Linked DNA regions of Zea mays: all the other regions are linked to region 3. Evidence: chromatin contacts called from public Hi-C data. All regions are on one chromosome and are shown on one strand. The core of a region is the stretch at or near the end of the contact, and the rest is flanking DNA. Distances in the headings are between cores, read along the strand shown. Region 1 holds the start of LOC103628577 (protein NDL1). Region 2 holds the start of COAC2 (Mitochondrial carrier protein CoAc2). Region 3 has its middle 64 kb from the start of LOC103627078.

Evidence for each region. Hi-C and Micro-C count contacts between places; a contact is called where the count stands out from the background.
Region 1: a contact with region 3 is called in a Hi-C map of tassel, with 2.6 times the contacts expected there. The contact joins the promoter of LOC103628577 here to the enhancer-like site in region 3. A contact is called at or near these places in 3 of 25 Hi-C or Micro-C datasets (ear, leaf and tassel).
Region 2: a contact with region 3 is called in a Hi-C map of endosperm, with 2.8 times the contacts expected there. The contact joins the promoter of COAC2 here to the enhancer-like site in region 3. A contact is called at or near these places in 2 of 25 Hi-C or Micro-C datasets (endosperm and leaf mesophyll).

What each region holds. Positions count from the first base shown.
Region 1 is chr5:156,010,731-156,014,729 of Zm-B73-REFERENCE-NAM-5.0, reverse strand. It overlaps LOC103628577 (protein NDL1), which reads left to right and starts at 2,367. Exons shown (of 11, transcript XM_020538509.3): 1 at 2,367-2,651. The coding sequence starts at 2,589.
Region 2 is chr5:155,608,026-155,611,542 of Zm-B73-REFERENCE-NAM-5.0, reverse strand. It overlaps COAC2 (Mitochondrial carrier protein CoAc2), which reads left to right and starts at 2,208. Exons shown (of 7, transcript NM_001136788.1): 1 at 2,208-2,450. The coding sequence starts at 2,307.
Region 3 is chr5:155,805,042-155,808,558 of Zm-B73-REFERENCE-NAM-5.0, reverse strand. No RefSeq gene overlaps it. Among protein-coding and RNA genes, the nearest start is that of LOC103627078, 64 kb to the right of the region's middle. Within about 2 kb of position 2,223, at least 19 of the 20 cell types and tissues checked have an H3K27ac peak or open chromatin away from gene starts, as enhancers often do. A contact at or near this core is called in ear, endosperm, leaf and 2 more, where this site is marked.

The DNA of each region.
Region 1 (3,999 bases), core at 1,118-3,617, 210 kb before region 3:
ATAACCGAACAAGGTCTAAGTTGGTTCGGTTTACTCTTTAATCAAATTTGGTTTTTTTATTTCTTTACGTGCAAACTGAGTTATCAGTTCAGATTTTATTGGTTAGTAACTAATAATATAATTTAGTCTAGAAAAATATATTATGATTTTTTATAGTTACTTTGATATGTTATGGATCATATAAGATAACAACTTTAATGTTAAAAATAAATATGAAATAATGATAAAAAATCTGAACATATTTTTCTAACATGTTTTCAATCAGACCTTAGAAAATATAAACCTAAAAATCACCTTGTGTACAAATTGAATTTGAAGTTCATATTTTTAGGTGTCCGAGGACATCATAATTATATTAGAAAATATGTTAAGAATTTTTTTGTCATTATTTTATAATTAATTTTATACTATTAAATTATTATCTTATCTGATCTCTAACCCATCAAGATAATTTTAAAAAGTCGTAATATATGTTCTAGGCAAAAATATGCTATTGGATACTAACCAACAAAATTTTAGCTGAAAACTCGTTTTGTACATAAATAAATAAAAATGTTAAATTTTGTTAAGGGTGAACTGAACAAACTCAAAAGAATTAAGAGGTGAAATAAATTAAAAAATAATCTAGGGAGGTATGTAAACCTTGTCTATAGTCGGAGGAGTAATTTAGACTTTTTCCTTTAATATACTCCCTCCTGTCTTAATATATTATTTGTTTTAGGCCTTTGTTTTTTTGTCCATATTCAAACTGATGACAATTAATCTAGACACATATATAAAACACATACATCAAAGGTTAGTTTGGGAACATCGTTTTCCCAAAAGATTCTAGTTTTCGCAAAGAAAAATAAACTAATTTCTTTTAGGAAGATTGGAATCCCTTGGAAAAACGGTGTTTCCAAACTAGCCCCAAATATTGTATTAATCTAATTAACAGTCTAAAACGAATGTACTATTTTAGGAGGCAGGGGTATAATCTTTGTTTGTTAATCAAACTGTTCCTGCGCAACAAGCAAAACCCCGCAGTTTTGCCCCTCGGGAAACCCACATGTCTCAGCGGCTGCTCCCTACCGACACCATGGCGTGGGGCCGCACGCGTGTAGCTAGCGAATAGGACAAGGACACGTGTTCAGAAGCGACACCTCGACCAACGGTCGTCTGGCTGGTGGGCCTGCCACGGGAAATGCCCGCACGCTGTCCTTCTCTGACATGCCGGGCCGACGACTCACCCCGTGGTTAAAAAAAGTTGCTTCTGAGCCGGGAGAAGCACACGCGTCGGTATCTGGATCGTTGTAACGGAGCCCCCAACGGTCCAGATTCCCACGGTCTGGTGCGGTCACCCGTGGTAGAGGTCGGAGACGAGCCAACCGTCGGTGCTTCCGGTTCGAGGCCGGCTAAGGACTTGTTCGGTTATTTTCAATTCATATGGATTGGAGATGATTGATATGGATTGGAGGGGATTTTGACTTACTAGGGATTGAAACTCCCTCAATCCCCCTCAATCCATATGGATTGGGGTAGAACCGAACAAGCCCTAAAGGGAAATGTGAACTTACATGCGACCCCCTGGCTTGTTTTTGAATTGCAACACGACGCCTAGGCCTCGTAGCTTGTTTTCCCCAATCTAGATTCCCTGGTAATCTTGGACCTCGGGATTGCGCCAAGTCAATAACAGAACTCCCTTTGATTCACAAACGGTGGTTCCAAGGTGGTCCAGTGTGTCTAATAGCTGTATACATAGGTTTGTTTGTGTGTACGTAGAGGAAAAGCACATTTATTTTACTTAGGTTCTCTTCGGCAACTTATCCATCCACATTTTTCTATTTTCATACTTCACTCGGCAAGCCGTACAACCTATAATAAAAAAAATAGCAGTGCTTTACATAATTTGCATAACCATATATATGATCTTCTGCCATAGCCTTAGGTACTATGTATGCGCAAATGTCGTTTTAATACACTTTTTTATTGAAAAAGTATTACCATGTCCTTCATTATATACCGTTTTAATTCACCCCTCCTCCTCATCCTCTAAGCTGGCAGCTATGAAAACCATAAAGACTTCCCTAAAGCCACATGGTATTGTAACTATCATTCGTCCATTTTTTTGTTATGGATTAAGCATTCATCATTCTTTATATATATTAATAATAAGTTGCTAGTTTTCTCACCTGCGGTAATGGAAGCAGTCCTGTGGCATCATCCCAATCCTATGGACTATCTTAGTCGTGCGGTGGACTGTTTTACCCTTCGGTTAACATGTCAACTAATCAAATCAACAACGGGGGGCTGCGCTGCAATAATAGAGAAGTGCAGGAATGGCGGAGCGAATATAGGACAAGCGAAAGGAAGGGCAACAAAAGGGAGGGGAGAGAGAGGGGTGGGGCGCCGAGGAGAGAGAGAGAACGGTGCGCCCGCCTGCTCCTCCTCCTCCCCCTTCCGTCATTTATAAGCGACGGCAACACAGGCGACGAAGCCGGGGAGAGGGGGGCGCACGAGGCAATTTATAGCGAGGAGAAGAGGAGCGGCCGGGCCCGAGCAGAGCAGGCCGGGCCAGCCATCTCTCCTCTGCGGCGTCGGCGCCCGGGATGGGGGACTCTGGCGGCTCCGTTGTGTCGGTCGACGTCGAGCGCATCTCCTTCGGCGGCAAGGTCCGTACACAACTACAACGGCCCTCCTCTCCGATCCTTTGTTTCTCGGCTATTCCGGCGCTCTTGTGCCATCTCTCTCTGCCTTAACTGTTCTGTCTTTTTAGCGCTGGGTCTCGGCCTCTCGGGGGCGGTATGGTATCCGGTGGTGGTTTGGGCGGAGAAGGAGGGATTGGTGTGGTGGGCCCTTGAATTCGGTGACCTCTGGTCGTAATCGGATTTCCCGGGTTGCATTGCTTTTGCGTTTCTTGCTCAGGTTCCGCAGGTTGTTCCGGTCTGTTGCGTTCTTCTTGCTCATGTGGATACCGAATTACCGATTCGGTTCCCGACCGTTATCCACTCGGATTACGAGGCCCGGCTTGAATCCGGTGGCCCCTGCTCGACTCGTAACCGGATTTCCTGGGCTGCATTTCTTGGTCAGCTCCGCAAGTTAAGTAGTTTCGGTTTGTTGTGTTCTTTGGCTCATGGATGGATTACGAGGCCCGGATAAAACAAACAGCAGCCCGCCCAGGCCGGCCGCGTATGGTTTTCCATGTTTTCCACCACTTGCACTTGCTCTTGCTCTTGCGCCCCCGCCATTCGTGAAGCTGCATTTTCGTCGGCCGCTGAAGCAGCACGACACGAGATGGCGGGCTCCTCGCCGCCGCGTCTCCGGCGGCCTTCGTCTGCCTACGTAACGCCCTCCTTCCATGTCGATATCCCTCCTCCCTCCGCCCTTCGGACCTCACGGTTCTTGCCTGGCCCTTTCTGTCCATGCACAACCTGGCAGCCTAGTTAGTTGAGTTCCTCGATCGCTCGTACTGTGTGCGTCTACGCCCCCTTCATCAAACGACTTTAGCGCTAAAGATTCTGGCCCCGACGCTCTTGGGTGCTGCCTCGGTGTCCTAACCACCAGTTTTTTTTCTTTCTTGTATCGCTTGTTTTAGCAGGGGTTCCTAAACTGTCTAGTTCTTTATTTGCTTGGTTGGGCTCGTTTGGTGGTTCTCCGTGGAATTGTTCCTTTCTTTCTGAACGAATTCCTTACTCAAGGAGGGTGTGATTTCTGTTTTGGTGTTGGTTAATTTTAATGAAATTGTTCGTCTTTCCGGGAGGAAGACTGCATGCAATTTGGACAGATGTTTTGCTTTGACCGTGGACTAGTGCCTAAGTAAAGGGGTGAAAAATATTAGTGTAGCTCACAAGTTCCTTTCGATGTGAATTTCTTTAACTTTCAATGCTATGCTTGTGACCTGGCAGAGTCAAATCATTCCTCTGTACTGTACAGTATTTATGTGGCAATAGGCTCTTCCTGTGACACAAAGCAACTATAATTTCTGTTGGTGTTGGCGGATTCTTTTCTTGCCAAATATAT
Region 2 (3,517 bases), core at 959-3,458, 200 kb after region 3:
AAGTGGCAGCCTCCTCCTCAGGATGAAGTCCTCGGGCACGAAATTTTGGTGCTCGACGATGTGGACCATGGTGTCGAGCAGGAAGACAAGCAAAAACCTAGCGCCAAGCCCCCTACCTGGCACGCCAAATGTCGAAGAGGAAATTCTCCGGCCGGGTGGCAGAATGCACCCGCCCTAAATCCTAAGATGAGGAGGGGCCTAAGCGTTTTGCCTGTCAGCTAAGCGATGAACGAACACAAGGACACACAAGGGTTTAGAGTGGTTCGGGCCACCGAAGCGTAATACTCTACTCCATTGTGTGTTGTTTTGAGAGCTTGTATGAACTTGTGAGCCTGAGCTGGGTCTAAGTGAGCTTGAGTCCCTCAGTGTCGTTGCATGCCTCCCCTTTTCTAGCTCAAGGGGGCACGTACAAGGGTTCTGAGCCCCGACATGTGGTCCCAGGAACATAACAGATGTAATACTTGGAGCAACTAATGCTCCCTGTTGGAGCAATCTCCTTGTGCCTGATATCCGCGATCTACGTAGTATTGACGTGTAGGGGAAGCTTCCCTGACAACGTACGAGTGACGATGGATGGGCATAGTGTACTTCGCAGCACGGGCGTACTGTTTGGCAATGGGATGGACAGGCACGCCGCCTGCAAGTTGGCCTGGACGCCGCCTGCCAGCTGAGTGGACAAGACACATTAAATGCCGAAGGGCACATCGCCTGTCAGCGGGATAGTCAGGCGGCGCGTCTTCTCCGCAATAAATGTAGAGACAGCGCGGCCCAGAGGCCTTACGTCAGGCTCCGCCCGCTAGCTTACGTCACGTGCGGTAGGCCACATGGCAGCATCATGTCACCGCCTTGGCAGGGAGCAGTAGCGCTACGCGGACAGGTCCGCACCAGGCTAGGCCTGGACACGCGTCGGCACCGGACCCCTGCCTGAGCAAGGCCTGGGTATTCTCTGCCCCTGAGTCCCGGGACTCGGCTGTGGGTAGTCCGGACCCCACGTAGAGGGGTCCGGGACCCGTCCCGGAGGTCCGGGTCGCATTCGCGGGGTCCTGAACCTTGCCCCAGAGGCCCGATCTACATGTACAGGGGTCCGGTATTTTCCCATGGGGTCCGAACCCACTGTTGGTATCTTGGAGTGTATCGTTTTCTCAGGCCACATGGCGACCCTGGGGCCATCCACGTGGTGGAGTCGGGTGCTGTTCGTCACGTGACTAGAGATAGTCGTGTGGGCACCACGCCTTCATGCTGTAGTAAGGGGTACCCCTGATTCAAGGTACCGATAGACTTACATCTACAGCTCCACGATTTTTTAGAGCACCTAATGACCTTATCCATAATTTCACCAATTTTTTTGTAGTCGGAGCCGTCCTAAATAGAGTCTAAGAGCATCTACAACCCTAGAACACCGGTTCAGTTTTTTAAGTATAATAGACGATAAAGATATTGCATGTTATAATTTTGAGATCATGGATCATCAATACAACTAAGAGACAATGTGTATTAAAAGTTGTGAGGAGAAGAGCATGTCTCTTGTATTTTTTTATTTAGTTCTCTAGAGACACCTAAAAGAAGTTATATTAAATAGGTTGTACGTGTGCTTAATAGGTTGGATGATATTCAGCTGTTGTAGATGCTCTTGTCGAGGCAGCAATCAGCATGAACCACGCGTGTCCATTTCATAATAAAACATTCTCGGCTCGGTGGCTACGCGCGCCCTCCACCACCAGCCAACTGCTGATTCCACCACGTCTGACCGGCGGCTTCGCCCCTGTTTGTTTCAGCTTTTTCCAGCTTCTGGCCACCAAAAGCTGCTGCGGACTACCAAACGCATCAGCTTTTCAGCCAGCTTTTATAAAATTTGTTTAGGTAAAAACTATTCAAAATCAACATAAACATATAATCGGTTGAGTTGTTGCAATAGTAGGAATCCGTCACTTTCTAGATCCAGAGCCCTATGAACATTTTTATCTTCCTCCGCACGTAATCCTAATAATACTCAGATTTTCCCAATAGCCAGATTCTCCTCACAGCCAGATTATCAGAAAAGCTGTTCAGAAAAAAGCTGAACCAAACAGCACCTTCCTTTCGCCTTCCGCCGCCCACCGCCGTGTACACGTGGCCCCGTACCGCTTTCACTTACACGTGGGCCCCGCGCTGCCTGATTGGCCTGATTCCCTTCCGCCTTCAATTCCTACGCGCGGTCTCCCTTCTCTTCCACCTCAATTCGTGTCGCCTACGCCTCTCGCTCTCCTCCCGCCGCGCGCGCGAGAGGAGGGAAAGGGAGGGGAGGAAGCCGGCGGGGGGCGCGCGGCATGGACGCGCGGGCCAGGGAGGCTGCAGAGACCAGCGGCCCCGGGTTGCCGCTCGCCGTGCGGGAGCTCCTCGCCGGAGGGGTCGCCGGGGGAGTCGCCAAGACCGCTGTCGCGCCGCTCGAGCGCGTCAAGATCCTGTTCCAGGTGCGTTGCACACACGATCCTTGCGCGCCCGCCTGGCAACAAGTTTCCCTTTAAGAACGTGTAGCGATGTATACAGAATCTTGACGAATTGAGGAGAGGTTGAATGTTGCCGTGGCATAATTTGCCTCTCTGGGGACCGGGAGCTGAGATGCGTTTTCGTGCGGCGGTTGTTCTCGCCCGATCTTGTACGGCGGATTCTTTGTTCGCCCACTGTCTTGGGCTCTACAGTATTTCTAACCACAGATGCAAATTGCGTGATCATGGAACCTTGAATGGCTAGCATCACTTTAATGAATAACGATACATGTTGTCGGTAGGTGAACTTCATCAGTCATGCGACAATCTGGCCGTGAATAAAGTACAATTCCAGTCCTTAAACTTGTCTGTCGAGTCTCCCCGTTTTCTTGCATAAACCAACGCGGGGAGGAGGAAACTTGCGGTGCGCAGAACATGGCGGTTGAGACTTGCAGCTAAGCTTCAGAGTCGCTTGATTTTGTCGATTTTGCTGTTGTTGAGACTTGCAGCTATGCTTCAGAGTCGGCCGATTCTTTGTCCACAAGAGAAGAAGCAAACATGAGTACTCTGCAAAACTAGAGAACTCGGAAGGCTTAGCCATAAAAGACCGGCAAGAGTTTTCTGGCTATGCCAATTAAAATGCCGAGGGGAAGGAATGTATGTTACGTCACGCTCGTTCAAAACTGAAAAGACAGTGAAATACGAGAGGAATGATGGTAACAAATTTAGTTTGGTGAGCAGCTTAGAGAGCGCAAGTGAGGTTTCATTGCGAGGTGGTGGAGCGGCTATGTTTTGTCGATTTTGTTTTGTCATTTCATACTACTAAGATTAATTTCACAAGTTATTTTCTATTTGATGTCTTCTCTAGATCGTGTTCAAAAAAGAAGATTTTTTTTTAAAAAAAAACTCTTTTCAATAGTTGTTGATGAGGTCTTGAGAGGGTTATTGATTTTTCAGGAAAGTTTAAGCAAGAAGATGGGAAAGGCCCTTTTATTGGGTCTGTTTTGATCTGTTTTAGATCTAAGAGAGACCCGAACATGGATAATGCTTTA
Region 3 (3,517 bases), core at 974-3,473:
CATCGCAGCAAAATCAACCCAAGGGCCTCCCTACACTGACCACTCCCTACTGCCCTTGCCGCTTTCGGGTAGTCCTCCACTAGCTTTCCTAATTAGTTAGCCAAGGGCGTCCCATACCACCCTTGTGGTAGCACTATTTTCCCGGGTGGTCGCTCCATGTTCCAATTAACATAATGATCTTATCATAAACAATAAATAACAAACTGTTAATAAAAGTATGATCATGAATAATGTGTATCTCTATACCCAAAACCATAAAGCAATAGCAGGTACTACCCAAAAATTCAGTGGTAAATAAGGTATAAAGATAGCCAAACTAGGGTAAACTATTGGGCCCCATCAAAATTAACCTATACAGATCATTATGATTAATAAGAACATTATTGGGTAAAAAGAAGTGATCAAGGGCACAACTTGCCTGGGGCTTGAGATTCCAGGTATCAACTTGCTCTTCAGGTGACTCGTAACCTCGCGCTAGTCGTAGCAATACAAACAAACAGTGTATAGGCAAAATTAACATCACACCAAACATAAGCACAGAGTGAATTATTATAATATTCTACGTGTCGTAACGAGAACCTAGGTTCGAGAACCACTAAATTCGGAGGTACGATTTAAGAGGTATAGTATTCGGAAGACATATGTGATTAAGTAATTACACTAGGTCTTGTTTTGATTTTATAAAGATAATCTAAAGAAATAATTAATTCAACTTTAATCTTAATTATAACTTGACTAGAGATTATATTTTAATCAATTATAATTATGAACATGTTAGCTTTGATTAGAAGAGTTAATCTAGTAGACATAGGTTAAATAAATATCTAACTACAGAATTATGCGATATGGTATAATCAATGTTGTTACAGCATAGTAAATATTTATACGAAGCTAACGCGACTTGAACGAACCAAATCGGAATTAAAACGAAGAAGTTATGGATTTCCGAAGTTTTAAGTATTGGATTAAAAAGAAACTAAGTACATACTTTTTAATCTAAGCTTCATAACAAACTATGGTTACCAGATGATAAACAATATTATTATATATTTAATGCAACTAGAATCGACCAAAAAGAAGTTAAAATGAATTAATTATGAATTTTACAAGGTTCTGGAATTATTTATACACTAGAAGTCATTTTTGGATTAATTTTATCAAATAACAGCAATCAGCGGACTACTGCTAATATTTTGAAAAACTACAGGGTGTAGCATGTAACTTTTAGGACCAAAACTGAATTTCCCCTACTCTCACCAGGACGGCGGGTTCATTTCGGTGAAACCCAGGGGCTTGTTTGTAAGATGAGCGCAGAACTGAGTGGTTGAGTTCACCGGAGCCGCTGATTAGACGATCGATGGCTTGGATCCGATCCTGAATCGGTATGCGCCTGATTTAATAACTACTGCATGATTTCAATCTGAAGGCTCGGGTTCTATTACTATGTGATCTAATCACCACCGCCCAACAACAATCAGACGGCCCGCGCATCGTCTTCTTTCCCTAGCCGTGACCCCGATGCAGCAGTTGCTCAGGGCGACGGCGCCCCCGCCGGAGTAGCACGCCACGACCATGGTGCTCCAAAATTCGATCCGAATAGAGCGATAGGGGGAGACGGGCATGACCAACAGCTTGGATAAGTTTTCACCTTAGATCGAGCAACGGGACTGTCCGGTCTACGCGACCCAGTGGCTTCCTGGCGGCCTTCTCATCGGCGAGCAATTCGTCGCGCCCCCCAGTCACGCCACGCATGAGGTGGCCACTAGCACCATCAGGGGAATACGACGAAGCTCCCAGTCCCGGCCCCGAGAATCCGACGGCGGCACGAGCGTGGATTGACAACAGCAAATCCAATCCTCGCCCACAGGTCCGCGGTGGCCCACGTGATTCCGGCGAGCGTGACAAAACGCCCTGATGATCTACAGTGGTGGTGCTTGGATGAGATGCGAAGAGGAGGTCACAGCGAGTGGATTTTTATACCCAGGTTCGGGTGGAAACTACCCGCCCGGAAATCACGACGACCATGGATGGGCTCGATATTGCATCCGTTGGTGAGATCCGTGGGGAAGAAACGCCCTGACACCCGGCCCCACATGGCGGTCATCCAAGACGAACATGTGTGATCTGCAGGAGGGGAAACGCGCCTGATGGGACGGTCCACAAGCCAGCGAAGGCAGAAGCACGTGTGTGGTGTGGTCGCTGACGGGGCTCACGTGTAGGCGACACGGGTGCGCTAGAGAAAATCGGCTAGACGACCGACATCTGGACCCCACCCGACAGCGACACCACAACGCGGGCGCGCGGACGACTGCGAGAGCGGGGCAAACTTGGAAGTGGGCCGCGTGGGTGGAAAGGAGGATAAGGAGTAGATGGGCCTCGGGGAAGGAAATCGGCCCAGTCACCAGTTTGATCATTTCCTTTTCTTTTCTATTTTAATTTCTTTCACATTTTCAAATTTCTATTTCAAATTTCTACCATTCAACTCAAATTCTAATTCCTATTTTAAATTCAGATTTCCCCATATCAAATATGATCCAATCATGAATATAAACATTTCTATTTCCATATTATTATCTATTCTCCTTCCCATTATATAATTCTAGTAATAAATGATTTAATCACAATTTCTTTCCTCATTTTGTCTTTTATGTTTTCATTTAAAATTTTGAGGTCAAATTTAAATTATGATACCTCATTTTAATAGGATGTATCACCACAAATTACAAGCAAGAGATGCATCACCCCATTATTTATTTAGTGGCTATTTAACTAAATTGACATTATTAATTGATTATGAATAGGAAATGTCCGAGTAAATTCTCCAAAGGCTTCTTTTTAAAAAAATCCTAGAAATACTATCATAAATATATCTATTTATTTTATTATTTATTTCTTTTTCTACCAATTTTGGGCTTTACAATCGGACATCCGAATCTCCGTCAATCGACGATTTTCTGCTCGGCTCCGACGAGGGTCTTCTTCTCTAGAGAGAAACCTACATTGTTATATCTAGGGTTTCTTCGTTTTCCCGTCCGTGCAGGGCCTCCCTATCCCTCCCCTCACCTTCCCCGGTGGCGGTGCCCCTCCCCTTGTTTTCCCCCACCGCACAGCCCCTGCCTGCGGCGCCGGTGTCTAGCCCGCGGTGGTGACGGCCCGAGCCAGTCTCCCCTAGTGCGCGCCCACGGTCTTGGCGGCTCAAGCCGACCTCCCCTGGGCGCGCCCCGCTCGGCTCGGCCCCTGCGCAACCCCCTCCTCTCTCCCTCCCCTCCCCCTCCCATGGTTGGGAGGAAGGAGAAGAGAGGAGGAAGAAGATGACAGTTTTGTAATTTATTCACTGTTTCGTTTTAATCCGTATGCAGGAATTTAGTCTAATTTAAAACAGTGATAACTTTTGCGTTTTAAACCTGTCGGCGTTTCGAGACCGGGGGGGTCCCTGGACCGACGAGTAAATTGTCGCCGCGTGCCCCAGCCCAGATGGGTCGACGCGAGACGGAGCGCGAAGGGGGAGGCAGCCGGA